2 separate regions of the Mus musculus genome follow, and region 2 is linked to region 1. Evidence: chromatin contacts called from public HiChIP or PLAC-seq data. All regions are on one chromosome and are shown on one strand. The core of a region is the stretch at or near the end of the contact, and the rest is flanking DNA. Distances in the headings are between cores, read along the strand shown. Region 1 has its middle 4.5 kb from the start of Gm34952. Region 2 has its middle 25 kb from the start of 4930471E19Rik.

Evidence for each region. HiChIP or PLAC-seq counts read pairs in DNA pulled down with a chosen protein or histone mark.
Region 2: an H3K4me3 HiChIP or PLAC-seq map of embryonic stem cells shows a contact between it and region 1, with 33 read pairs. The contact joins two enhancer-like sites. A contact is called at or near these places in 3 of 115 datasets of contacts at active chromatin or transcription factors (embryonic stem cells and stem cell-derived neural progenitor cells).

What each region holds. Positions count from the first base shown.
Region 1 is chr10:120,520,827-120,526,980 of GRCm38.p6, reverse strand. No RefSeq gene overlaps it. Among named protein-coding and RNA genes, the nearest start is that of Gm34952, 4.5 kb to the left of the region's middle. Within about 2 kb of position 3,815, at least 22 of the 459 cell types and tissues checked have an H3K27ac peak or open chromatin away from gene starts, as enhancers often do. A contact at or near this core is called in embryonic stem cells, where this site is marked.
Region 2 is chr10:120,658,119-120,664,272 of GRCm38.p6, reverse strand. No RefSeq gene overlaps it. Among named protein-coding and RNA genes, the nearest start is that of 4930471E19Rik, 25 kb to the right of the region's middle. Within about 2 kb of position 3,307, at least 13 of the 459 cell types and tissues checked have an H3K27ac peak or open chromatin away from gene starts, as enhancers often do. A contact at or near this core is called in embryonic stem cells, where this site is marked.

The sequences.
Region 1 (6,154 bases), core at 2,566-5,065:
TTTCCACAAGAGAGGCTAGAAGCTACAGTCTCGGCTAGATACACTGTTGTGCCAAAATGTCCTAATATTGTTATTGAAGAAGAGGGGAAATGAATAGAGTGGTCGGTCACTTAGTATCTGCCTGCCGCCTGTCACTAAGCCTGTGCCATTTTGTAGAGTTAGGTTTTTACAGCTTAGCAAGAGAGTGTCTAATTTGATTAGGACTGAGTTATCTCAGCCTATAAGAGTGTTCTTGGCTTGGTGTCATCCTCCAGAGCTTTAGCTGAGATGCCAGCTACTCAGCTACTGAGCTCTCTCTGACTCTCTCTGGGCTGTTGGTGTGAGGAGGTCGTCAGACTCGGCTCCAGCCACTTTCTGCTATTGATGTAGCTTTAGAGATTCTGTTTTTTCACTTTAGAACATTGAGCAAGATCTTCGAAACTTTTTTGTTTTGTTAATTCAACTGCCAGACAGATGTCATTTTTTTTTACTACAACAGCAACAACAACAACCACCACCACAACAACAACCACCACAACAACACAAGAAGGAAACCAGTCCCCCGCTGGAGATGGCACCCACACATGTGTACATACCCACACACAATCACAACACGCTCTCTCTCCTTCTCTCCCTCCTCTCCCTCTTCCCCTCCCTCTCTCTCACACACACACAATTAAAAATTTAAAAATACGAACAGCATGTCATTAAACTTTCAAAGAATTTTAAAGAAGGAAACCAGTTCTCTTAACGCCCTTTCTTCCAAAGTCCTGTCAGTCACGTTGCCCCGCTGCCTCCTTGGGCCCGCACTTGAGTAGGTTTTCAGACAACGCATGAAGCCGAAACCAAAGAAAACCAGGTGGAAACTTGAACCGTGATTGCGTGGCACCATGTTTGTCCAGGCAGTGACTGCATCTCCTGGCCTCCATGGCGACCTACGGAGTCAGCTTTCCCAACCATGGTATGTATCATTTCTCAGTTTAGGAATTGTAAGTAGGCTTACCACCCCCTGAGGAGTGGGAAGATGGACTCAGAAAACTCGAAAAGCAGAATCGTGGTGCCATTGACCTTGCTTCTTCTGATTTTGAGATTTTTGAAATATGTAAACAATGATGTTTCCTAGTGTGGTCTGTATAAACTAGCAGCAAGTCTCAGAGAAGTTGATCGTCATCCCTAACTTCACTGTGTGTGCACTCTCCTCCCCACTCACAAAATACTCTTAGGAGTCCTTTTCTCTCACTTTAGGAATCCTGGCCCATTGCAACCTGGAAAATCAGAACTCTCTGTTGAGGGTAAAGGGCCCAGCGTTCTCCCGGAGGGAAATGGAAATTCTTTGCATTCCTTTTTCATGAATTACTCTCTCTCTCTCTCTCTCTCTCTCTCTCTCCCTCCCTCTGCCCCTCCCCCTCCCCGGTAGCTCTCAGGTAGGATAGCTCCTCACAAGCTTAGATCCCAATTATGCATTTGGCGACTTCTTCACTGTGTACATTTGCTACAGCAGAGATCTTTAGCAGCCTGGGCTTGCTTACCCGCTAAATGGGATCACTGACCCCTACTGAGCGGGACTGTTTGGGCCGAGGACAGTACAGGTGACCCTGGAGGGTGTAGCGAAGTCAGTTGAGCTGGTCATTTTATTTTTATATTATTATCATTCCTCTGTTTTACTGCTAATGCGTGAGTAATTAATGCGTGAGGACTGTGGTGGCTTATTGCTTTATAGGAAGTAGATCATGGAGACCCAGGGATCTACCCTGCTACGCTGCAGTTAGCTGTGCTGAGGCAAGGTGCTTCCTGTCCAGATGTTAGTGAAGGATCCTGGCAGAATGTAAAAGGACACAGAAGCCCTGAAATTGGCAAGATAGACGTCAGTGTTAGCAGAACTAGCTTCACTGATTTAGAAAAATAGAGGTGCACAATGCTCTGGCCACTCCTTGAACCAATGTCTGCCAATGTTTTGACCATTCCTTGAACCCATGTGTGTCCCCACTGATGAAGCCCATTGCCAGGTGTTTGTGATATTGGTTGCTGAGAAAGAGTCAGAAAATCTCCCCAGCGACCACAGCCCAGCCAATCCTGAGTTGCTACACCTGCACCAGACTCTTTCCTTGTACCCCTCCCATACCCATTTCTTGAGAATAGACATTGTTTAGATCTGGAAATCCCCTACTCTCCCCCTTCTCCTTTCCCCCCTGAGGGCCTATAAAAACTGGGACCTCTTTCCCCTCGAGGTCGACTCCTCTACCCCCTGTGTGGGATATGAGTCGTCCCCAGAGCTCTGGCTTTCCCCGAATAAAGCCTCATGTGGTTTGCAACAAGCTCGGTCTGTCGTGAGTTCTTGGGTGTCCGCTATTGTCCTGAGGCCTGAGCGAGGGGCTCCTTTCAGAGTCTTTCATTAGCACTGTAAAGTCTCCCAGGGAACTCTGTGTAGAACTCCAAGATTCTCTCTGTGTACCATGCATATAGTGCTTACACCCTGTGGGATCCACTGTAAGTGACACTTGGAAATGGAATGGGATAATTGCTCCTGGGGTGGCAATACCGTAGCTTATACTCTCCAGAAGTCAAGAAATGAATGCTCCATCGCTGACTTTGTTGGAGAAATTAGCTGCCAACACAGGCCCAGATCCTCAAGTTTGGTGTCTTATTTAGGGTTTCGATTGCTGGCATAAAACATCATGACCAAAAAGGAAGTTGGGGAGGAAAGTTTATTCAACTTACACGTCCATATTGCTGTTTGTCATCGGAGGAAGTCAGGACAGAAACTCAAACGGGGTAGGAACCTGGAGGCAAGAGCAGATGCAGAGGCCATGGAGGAGTGCTGCTTACTGGATTGCTTCCCTGGTTTGCTAAACCTGCTTTCTCATAGAACTCAGGACCACCAGCCCAGGGATGGCTCCACCCACAGTGGACTGGGCTCTTCCCCATCAATCACTAGTTAAGAAAATGCCTCACAGCTGGGTCTCATGGCAGCATCTTCTCAATTGAGGTTCCCTCCTTTCAGATAACTTTAGCTGGTGTGTCAAAGTTGACATAAGACTAGCCAGCAAAGTTGACACTGGGTGCCAACAATGAGCCCCGACCAACAGGCCGCAAGAACAATTGGTCTTAGCCGGGCGTGGTGGCGCACACCTTTAATCCCAGCAATCGGGAGGCAGAGGCAGGTGGATTTCTGAGTTCGAGGCCAGCCTGGTCTACAAAGTGAGTTCCAGGACAGTCAGGGCTATACAGAGAAACCCTGTCTCGAAAAACAAACAAAGAACATTTGGTCTTGTGCTGTCTATTCACTGGATTCAAAGGTGAGGCTGCACGAGAGCTGGGCTTCAGAGGATAGTAGCACAGCCAACGCCCTTTCTCCAGCCTGGTGAGAGGGAAGTCGCTCAGGGATGTCTGACCTGCAGAACTTGTAATGTGGTACATAGGTGTTGCTAACCTGGATTGTGGGATTTTGTCACGTTCCAATAGAAGACTAACTCTCGCTATAAATCTCCAACCCAAGTAGGCCTGTGCAAAGAGAACACAACTCAGTTAATATGAATACAAGCTGCACGCCAAGATTAGGCAGATCTACCGCTACATTACCATCTTCCACATCTATGAGACCCCTTAGAACTTGCGGTTTCTCCAGGCCATGTGCTTCTGCTCCACTTCCCTTCCACCTCCCTCTCTCTCCTCCCCCTCCTCCTTCTCTCCCTTTCAGCTCCACCTTCCCTTCTCCTGCCCAATCACAGTTTTAGCCTTTATTTTACAAATTAAGGTGGGGGCACAGAGAAGAGTCACAGGACTTCACACATGTACTGACTCAAGCCTTGTTCTATGCCCCTCCCAGGAGAGCTGAATTAGCATCAAAATACAAGCAGCCCCAGGGCTGTCTCAACTACTAACTTCTATTGCTACAGAACCTTCTAGGTTCTGTAAGACCCAAGGTCAGGGAGTAAGAAATCCCACTTCTCCTTTTCTTCCCGAAGTTGTTTTCACAAGGATCTTAGTAGCCCAGACTGGTCTAAAATTTGCAACCTGCCCGTCTCAGCCTCCTGACTGTGGAGATGGGTATACAGCAGACCTGGGGCAGATCCAGGGGCTTTATCCTGTTCCATCAGGTTTGAACTTAGTACTGTAGAAAACTCATTTGTAAAGAGGAACCAACGGTACTCAGATAAGAGTTTCCTCCTGGGGTTTAGAACTACCAGAGGAGACACACCTTTTGCCTGCAGTGTTGGAGTTCAGATCCAGGGGCTTTATACCCAGGGACAGGGTTTCTCTGTGTAGCCCTGGCTGTCCTGGAACTCTGGTCTGCAGACCGGGCTGGCCTTGAACTCAGAAATCCGCCTGCCTCTGCCTCCCAAGTGCTGGGATTAAAGGCGTGAGCCACCACTGCCCGACTAGCACCTGAAACTTTAACTTGGGATTCAGAACAGTGGGGATTTCAGAGTAGGATTAACTAGTATTAACCATTAACTGTGTTTAGTAACTAGCACAGTACATCTGAGACATAAGCAGAGAGAGTGCTGGCTATATGTAGAGCGGCCGTGCCTATTATACAGGAACACTTTCTATAGTGCAGATGGTGACCACACTTCAGGTTCGAATAAAGATGTGTGACAACCTAGGACAGGGTCAGGCATGAGGGAAGTCAAACTTACAGAGAGGCTGTCTCCACTCAACACCTCCTCTGTCCCTTTAGCATTTGCCTTGGTGTCCCATTTCTTTAAGTGCTCATATTTCCACAGACCCCTCTAGCATCTGCAGAAGATGCTCCACTTACAGGGGGTCTGAGAGCTCCTTGCACCGCCCTCATTTCTGAGAAACAATGATACCACTAGGTTTTCCCTACATCCCTCCGGAGAAACAAAAATGGAGAAATCCTGGGCTGCTCAAGGGTATACCACCCATTGAGAAGGGAAAGGCAATTCTTTGTTTCTTTTTGTTTCTTTGTTTCTTTTACACAGTCACTCACATTTATTCAAGATGACGGTACAAATGCAAATTTTGACCTCCGAGTTCCACCTTCTTTCCTGTAGATTATTTTACTTTCTCCTATATTTCCTTTTGTATTATTTCTCCCGCCCAGTGCATCCCGGACTGTCCCAGTTGCTTTAGTGGCCTAATTGTGCAGTGGCATATTTAAAAGTCATTATTCTCATCGTCCATTAAATGTAGTCCAGAGCCTTTTAAAAGATTGGGTGAGGCATTTTTGTGAAAGCATTTATGATGTGGGCTGCCAAGGAATCAATCAATCTGCAGCTGTGGGAACTTCCTTCTCTAATCTCTGCCTTGCAATTGAAAACGTATTAAGGGTGGATACCTGTGAAGAGGAACCAACTTGGTGTCCCAGGAGCTGCAAGCACCAGAGAGGGGGAGACATTTGGGCTGGACATCCTGCGTCTATTAATCTTGGGAAGCATCCTTTCTAGATGGACTTGACCTAGCTCACCTTGCTTACACACACTGTTCCTTACAGCTCTGAAGAGAGGATCCTTAGCATCACCGAGACAGTAAATGTTTAAGAGCAATCTTGGGAGTCTGAGAGCCTGTTGTGTTTTATCTGCAAGTCTCCTTTGTGGAAATCAGTGGTTCTCGACCTTCTTAATGCTGCACGGGGCACTTTAATACAGTTCCTCATGCTGTGGTGACCCCCAACCCATAAAATTATTATTATTGTTATTATTATTATTATTATTATTATTATTATTTGGTTTGTTCGAGACAGGGTTTCTCTGTGTAGCCTTGGCTGTCCTGGAACTCACTTTGTAGACCAGGCTGGCCTCGAACTCAGAAATCTACCTGCCTCTGCCTCCCAAGTGCTGGGATTAAAGGCGTGCGCCACCACTGCCTGGCTATAAAATTATTTTCATTGCAGCTTCATAACTATAATTTTATTACTGTTAGGAATTGTAATGTAGATGTTTGTAAAGATGGAGGTTTACCAAAGGGGGCCCAGCACACAGGCTGAGAACCACTCGTGTAAATACTCGTACCACAGCTGCTTGCAGACTGTGAGGTGAGGTCATGGCTGCAGAAGTGGGAAGAAATGTCCAAGGGCACACCATCGTAAGATGCCCGGACATAGGGACTGACATAGGTGGTCTCAGGAGGAAGGTAATCACACAATGAAGTGCAAGGACCAGGAGTGATGCTGATGATGGTCTTTGAATAGAGCCATCCCTGGGTGACCCTG
Region 2 (6,154 bases), core at 2,058-4,557, 140 kb before region 1:
TACGAATTGCAATGTAAGTATCTGAGAGGCAGGATATCTGAGATGTGACCCCCACCCCCCCAAGGGGTCACCATGGACCCCATGCCCCACAGGTTGAGAACCACTGCATTAGAGCATAAGTTGTTTGTTAATTTGTATATTCCAGATTTTCAATAAATGTGTGTTTGTTCCTCAGGAACAAGGGTTTAACAGGACCTGGATTTGTGTTTAAATTTATTCATCTTTATGACGGCCTATGGTGTTCAAGAGCTGGGAAGATGAGGGTCTTGCCTGGTGGGGATGGTAGCCCACAAATGGCTTACTCTCCGCATCGACCCTTCACTGTGATCTATGGGATCAGTATTATTATCATCATCGCATTTTACAATGAAGAAAACTGCGGCCCAGTGAGAATAATCAACCTGCCGTGGTCACGCTGACAGTAAGCCCTGAGGCCTGTGTTTGAACCTGGTAATCTGAGCACAGGCAATAAACTCATAATTCCTCTTTTACACTCTGTCCTAGCGTGGCTCTGGCTGACTTTTCTGCCTCTTGCCATCGTCATCCATCATTCCTCCCTGATTCCATCTGAGGTGAGGTGAGGCCTTTTGATACGTGGCTATTGCCTGGAGTGGAAGCCAGATCCAAGGCCCTGCCTTCAGGTTCCCTTCAGCTTCCACCACTGCCTCGAGGGAAGTGCATTCCCACAGAGAGGCTGTCAGATTGGGGGAAAATTATGACAGAAGTCTCCCAAAAGGCCTCGGAGACTCGGATCTTATCTCATTCTGCAAGCCAAAGGCCACTGTCTTAAATCAAAGACGGATACAAAGCGCCTCTCTATCGCGTGCTCTCTTGACAGTCTCTCCTCTGTACAACAGGACAGGCACTCTCCGGGTCCCTTGAAAGAATTTGAAAGCAGTCTTGAACTTTGGCTTGGAGATTGTCCTTTGAAATGATTTTGCCTCCCTGGACATATTAGCTGATGGTTTCTTTCTTTTTTTAACTTCAACCTGGCAGAAGTTATTGTCTCCCATAAAACTTTACCTTCTCTCCTCTAGGCCATCACATAAGCCTTTCCTCTTGAGTATCCGTACCCCTACTCAAGCCATATCCATTACTCTGTCAACCCGTCATGCAAGTTAATCTGCTAGTGAGAATTTAAGTGCTCTCCCAGGGTAGAATAAGACATAGAGGATCTTGGATGCTGAAGTCTGTTGGTCTAGGTTCAAATCCCACTCCTTCCTTTAACTAGCTGCATCATAGCAGGCAAAGGTTTTAACTTGTCTCAGACACTGTCTCCTTGCCTAGAAGATGAATGCCTTATTAACGGGAGACCACTTGTTCTGAGGACTGAATCAGGAGACACGTAACCAAGTTCAGTGTTAGTCACCATTATCACAAATCTCTTAGAGTATAGATGATCAGATATGTGTAGAAAACGGGCACAGAGAGATGTTCAACACGGTTTTTTGATAAGAGTAAAAAAGCTAGAAGTTGTTAGACCCAACCAGCGCCAACTATGTAAGCCATTCATACTAATATTGCAAAATAGCTAGATTATATTGTGAGTCTTATAAAAACAAGCCATCAAACCTGCTGAGTGATACTTAGCAGGGGAATGGCTTGCGCAGAAAAGTTGTTAGAGTTCATCTATAAGAACAATAGATGGGAATCGTCTGAATGGCTCGGAAGTTTGTGGCCTGTGGATGGGAGTTGGGATTAGGAGTGATTTTAATTTTGTTTTGTGTTTCTCTGCCTTCACTATAGTTTCTGATTTTTGTAATTAGGAAAATTATAGTCTGCTGAAAAATGCTGTAGAAAGAGTTTTTCCTTCTCAGACAGTCTCCTCCTGGCTCCAATTAATTCAGATTTCCGACTCACCCACCCATTCTGCCTTCCCGATTGCCCATAGATTTATGTGCCCTGTGCACAGCACAGCTGCAGTTGGTTTTGAAGAGTTGACATCGTCTGTGGTGGGTGTTTAGACATCTTTGTGTGGGCTTGCTCTCATTAGACTGCATTTCCATGAGAGTATCTCCCTAGGTTTTTTGGGTTTTTTCTCTTTTTTTTTTTCCCCTTAAATTGTTCACAGTGACTTAGAAGATCTTTGTCCTAACTGTTCAGGAACAAAGGTCAGTGTAAGACCTCACACCAATCACTTCCTAGTGAGCATTAGCATCTACTGGGGGTGGGGGGCACGCCTCAAATGGTAGGTAGGTGTGAAGGGACTTAGAGACCATTTGGGAATTTTGTCTTGTCTTTAACACAAAACTGTATGTTTGTATGGGTCTTTTATTTCCTCATGGGACTCAGAAATACCACTTTCCTGAGGCCTCTTGCATTGAGAAGGGGTTTTATAGCTCTTCGAACCAATGAAATGGGAACATACACACTTGTAGCATTAAATAATTTCATGGATGGGGTCGTCCATGAATTCTTTTTTCCCCTGGTTTCTACTGTCTTCCTAGCCCTAAGTTGACTGGAAGCAACAATACAGTAGACTCAAAATATGAGGTAAACCAAGATCTCTGAGTTTCTATTTAGATGGAAATCACCCGAGAGGATTATCTAGAGAGCAACATCTGAGATGGAGGATGGACTTGGGAGAAGCGAACCATTTACTCCATAGATCATTGAAATGTGAGGGTTGATTGTGAAGTAATCTGATCCCAACCCAAAGCAGAAAGCTGTAGATACGCCACCATAATAGGATTCTGGGTACCATTTCCTAAGCACATAGAACACATAAAGGAGTAAGTATGAGATGTTAATACACAGTTTGAAATTTGCCTAACTCTTTACCCTCACATCTTTTGGGTTTTTTTTGTTTTGTTTTGTTTTTTGTTTTTTGTTTTTCGAGACAGGGTTTCTCTGTGTAGCCCTGGCTGTCCTGGAACTCACTTTGTAGACCAGGCTGACCTCAAACTCAGAAATCCACCTGCCTCAGCCTCCCGAGTGCTGGGATTAAAGGCATGCACCACCACACCCGGCTTACCCTCACATCTTTTGCTGTCTTTCATTACTCGGTCCTGTTAGGAGCTTTGACTGACGAATAGTGATAAATTCATTTTTTTGTTCTGTTATATAAGAAATTTAAATGCAGAGTAGTTACCTCGTTTACCCTAGTCTAGAACCACAGACTTGTGGCTGTGCATCCTGGTCACTGCACCCTCGCACCTCCTTAGTTCCGGTTGTTTACATCCAATTAGGCCATTTTCCGCTAATGCTGCAACAGCAACAGTCTCAACGCTTTAAACCAGAGTCAGAGGGAACTTTCAGGGTAGGACAGAAACTCACCTGTCTTCCAGCTGATCCCAAGCAAGAGCGGGGCACATTTAGTGCAGCTGAAAGAAAGGAAATGTAAATAAGGATGGGCGATGGGTGGGGGCGGAGGTGTGGTGGGGGTGGGGTGGGGGAGGCGTACCAGGCAGCATCTTTTGAACCAACTGACATATTCAGCTTGGAGCGTTTGTGACCACAGGGGGCTGTTGAGGCAGACTGGACTTAGATCTGCAGATGGATTAGACATTTATGAGCGTGACTGGCATGTAAATTTATGTGAACTAGCACAAAAAAGACACAGGAAATAGAGTCTCAAGTTCCAGGATGTAAATTGATCACATGTGGAGGGAGGGGCCAAAAGGAATTCCCACCTCACTCCCAGCGTGGGCGATTACACAATGGCCAGGTGCAGCAGGCTGGACTTGCCCTCCTTGTTTTCCTTTTCTTTGGAGTCTCTAATTCTGCCTAAACAAGAAGTGTGGTATTAGGCCATACCGAGACCTGGTCCTGCCGGGCAACTCCTATTGAAAACCAAGATAACACAAATATTTTCAGTTCTTCAACTTTGTGGATGATCTCTCTGCTCTTTTATGAAGGGAAGATCACTTTGTGAGAGTTGAGAATATTTGCAATCCTAGCGTGAAAAGAATTAAAACTTCCCAACCTACACACTGTTCAACCAAATAAAAAGAATTGGAGAGTTTCCACAAAGTAAGGTAAGCTCCTCTTAATTAGTGGAGACTCTTGAGCTACACTGAATCCAATCTAGAAGGACCGGTTGTTTGAAACAAAGCAAAACATCCCCACGCCTCACATTTTAAGCAAGAAAATAAAATGTGCTTTTATGCTGCAGACTTTTGGGCTGGCATGATGATTGAGCATCCTGGCGGAGAGGATGGCAGATTTTATGGGCTGGGTGGGTTCTCACCCTCCATCTTTCCATGGGAAAATTTGTGAAAATATTCAACTCTAATGGTTCGGTGAAAAACATTCGGGCTCCCGGGAATCAAGGAGAGCTAAGTTTTATTGAGGGAGTCCCATCTGGGACCAGAGGAATTAAGAAACAGAACCATGGGAGACAGACAGCAAGAAAGAATAGCAAAACCAGCTTCATGGTACAGCGAGCTCCTCTTTCAGCTCATTAGTAATGTTAGGAATTTCTGCAGTCCAGAGAGCAGAGAGTCAATCAGATCAGAGGTTGGGGTCTGTTCCCTTCGTTCCTCTTTATTTCTTTTCTTCCCCCCCCCCCCCCTCTCTCTCTCTCTCTCTCTCCTTTTTTTCTTTCACTGTAGGACTCCAATGGACTCCCATCCCCAAAGAACCCTATATATAATTTGCTTTGGGGCAGTTTTCCTCTGGTACCTCAAAATGATTCTGAACTGTTGGCAACAACAGACATTGATGTTCATCCAGGTTCATTCTCTAAGCCTTTCTTCCCCAGCATAACTGCTTCCCATGATAAAAACCCAAACTTCCAAATTTGAGGTCATTTTTTTCCGAGTTCTCTTGCCCCTGGCATTGGCTACATGACACAGTTCTGCCCATCTCTCACTTGGGCATTCTAAGACATACTTTCTCTTTTGGGATAAAAAGAGACAGATTTAGGGAGAGAAATTTTTTTCTCTCAAATTCCTACTGCTCTATTTATTCCTGACTTGCAGGTTGCAGTTGCAGGTGAATGTGATGCTTAGTGTTGTAATAGTCAATTGTAACCAAGAGATAATGAGGCTAAAGGGCAGGGTCAGTGTGAAAGGGTTGACCAGATGGACAGACAGAAAAGCCTTGAGCTAGTATCATTATCACTGACTGTGGGTTGCAGTCTTAGAACTGTGTACCTCCTGATTTCTTGTGAAGTTAACACAGGTATTCCAACACACTCCAATGTCTTCTAACATTTAACTTGTGACAAGACGGGGAAGTACTTTTGGTGACGTACTTGTGTGTGTGTGTGTGTGTGTGTGTGTGCGTATGTGTGTGTGTGGGGGGGTACAGCATCTATCTGGGTGCTCAGACATCAATTTTGGGCATTTTCCTTGATTGCTGGCCTTTTTGGTGCTGATCATCAAACTCAGGGCCTCACACTTAATGCAGCAAGTACTTCATCCATTTAGCTACCTCCTCTGAACTTACCACTATTTATTTTATTGTTGTTGTTGTTTTTTTACTTTTATAGAAAACAACTACTTCTCTGCTCTGTCAATTCTGATATTATATAATTCCTCAAATGGTAAAGCAATAATAAAGTCAGATGGCTGACTGAGTCAGAGCAGTACCAAAATGTATATATGAAATGTAGGGTATGCTCTATTTAATAAACAAATTTATGTCATCGCCAAAGACTCCATTGCACTTCCCACCATGGCTCAAATCTTACATTCTCTAGTCAACTGGGGCTCCCAGAGCATCTATATGACAAAATGTGACAACTAATGACCTCATGAGATTCTTCTCCATGGGGTCATATCCAGATCTTATTAAAAACAAGCACAAGAAACAACCAAATATTGTATTTTGATCATATTCTTTCCCCTCCCCTAATTCATTCTAGATTCCCGTGCCACCCAATTTAATGTTCTCTCTCAATAAAAAAAGAGACAAAAACAAAAAATCAAAACAAATAAAAAAGCAATAAAAAAAAGCCAAACCATATATAAAACAAAAAGCCCCCGTTCCCCAAATGAAAACAAAAACATAGAGTCTGTTCTGTGTTGGCCAACTAGTTCTGTGCATGAGACCTCTCCTGGAGTGTGGTTGATACTTCAGTGTCACTCCCAGGAGAAAAACCGACCTTTCCATTTTCCAACAGTCATCAAGTACAAGTAGGTTTGTGGTGGGATGGGGCTTTGTGTCTTCTCCACTTCTCAATGCTGGGGCTTTGGTTTGATCCTGCACA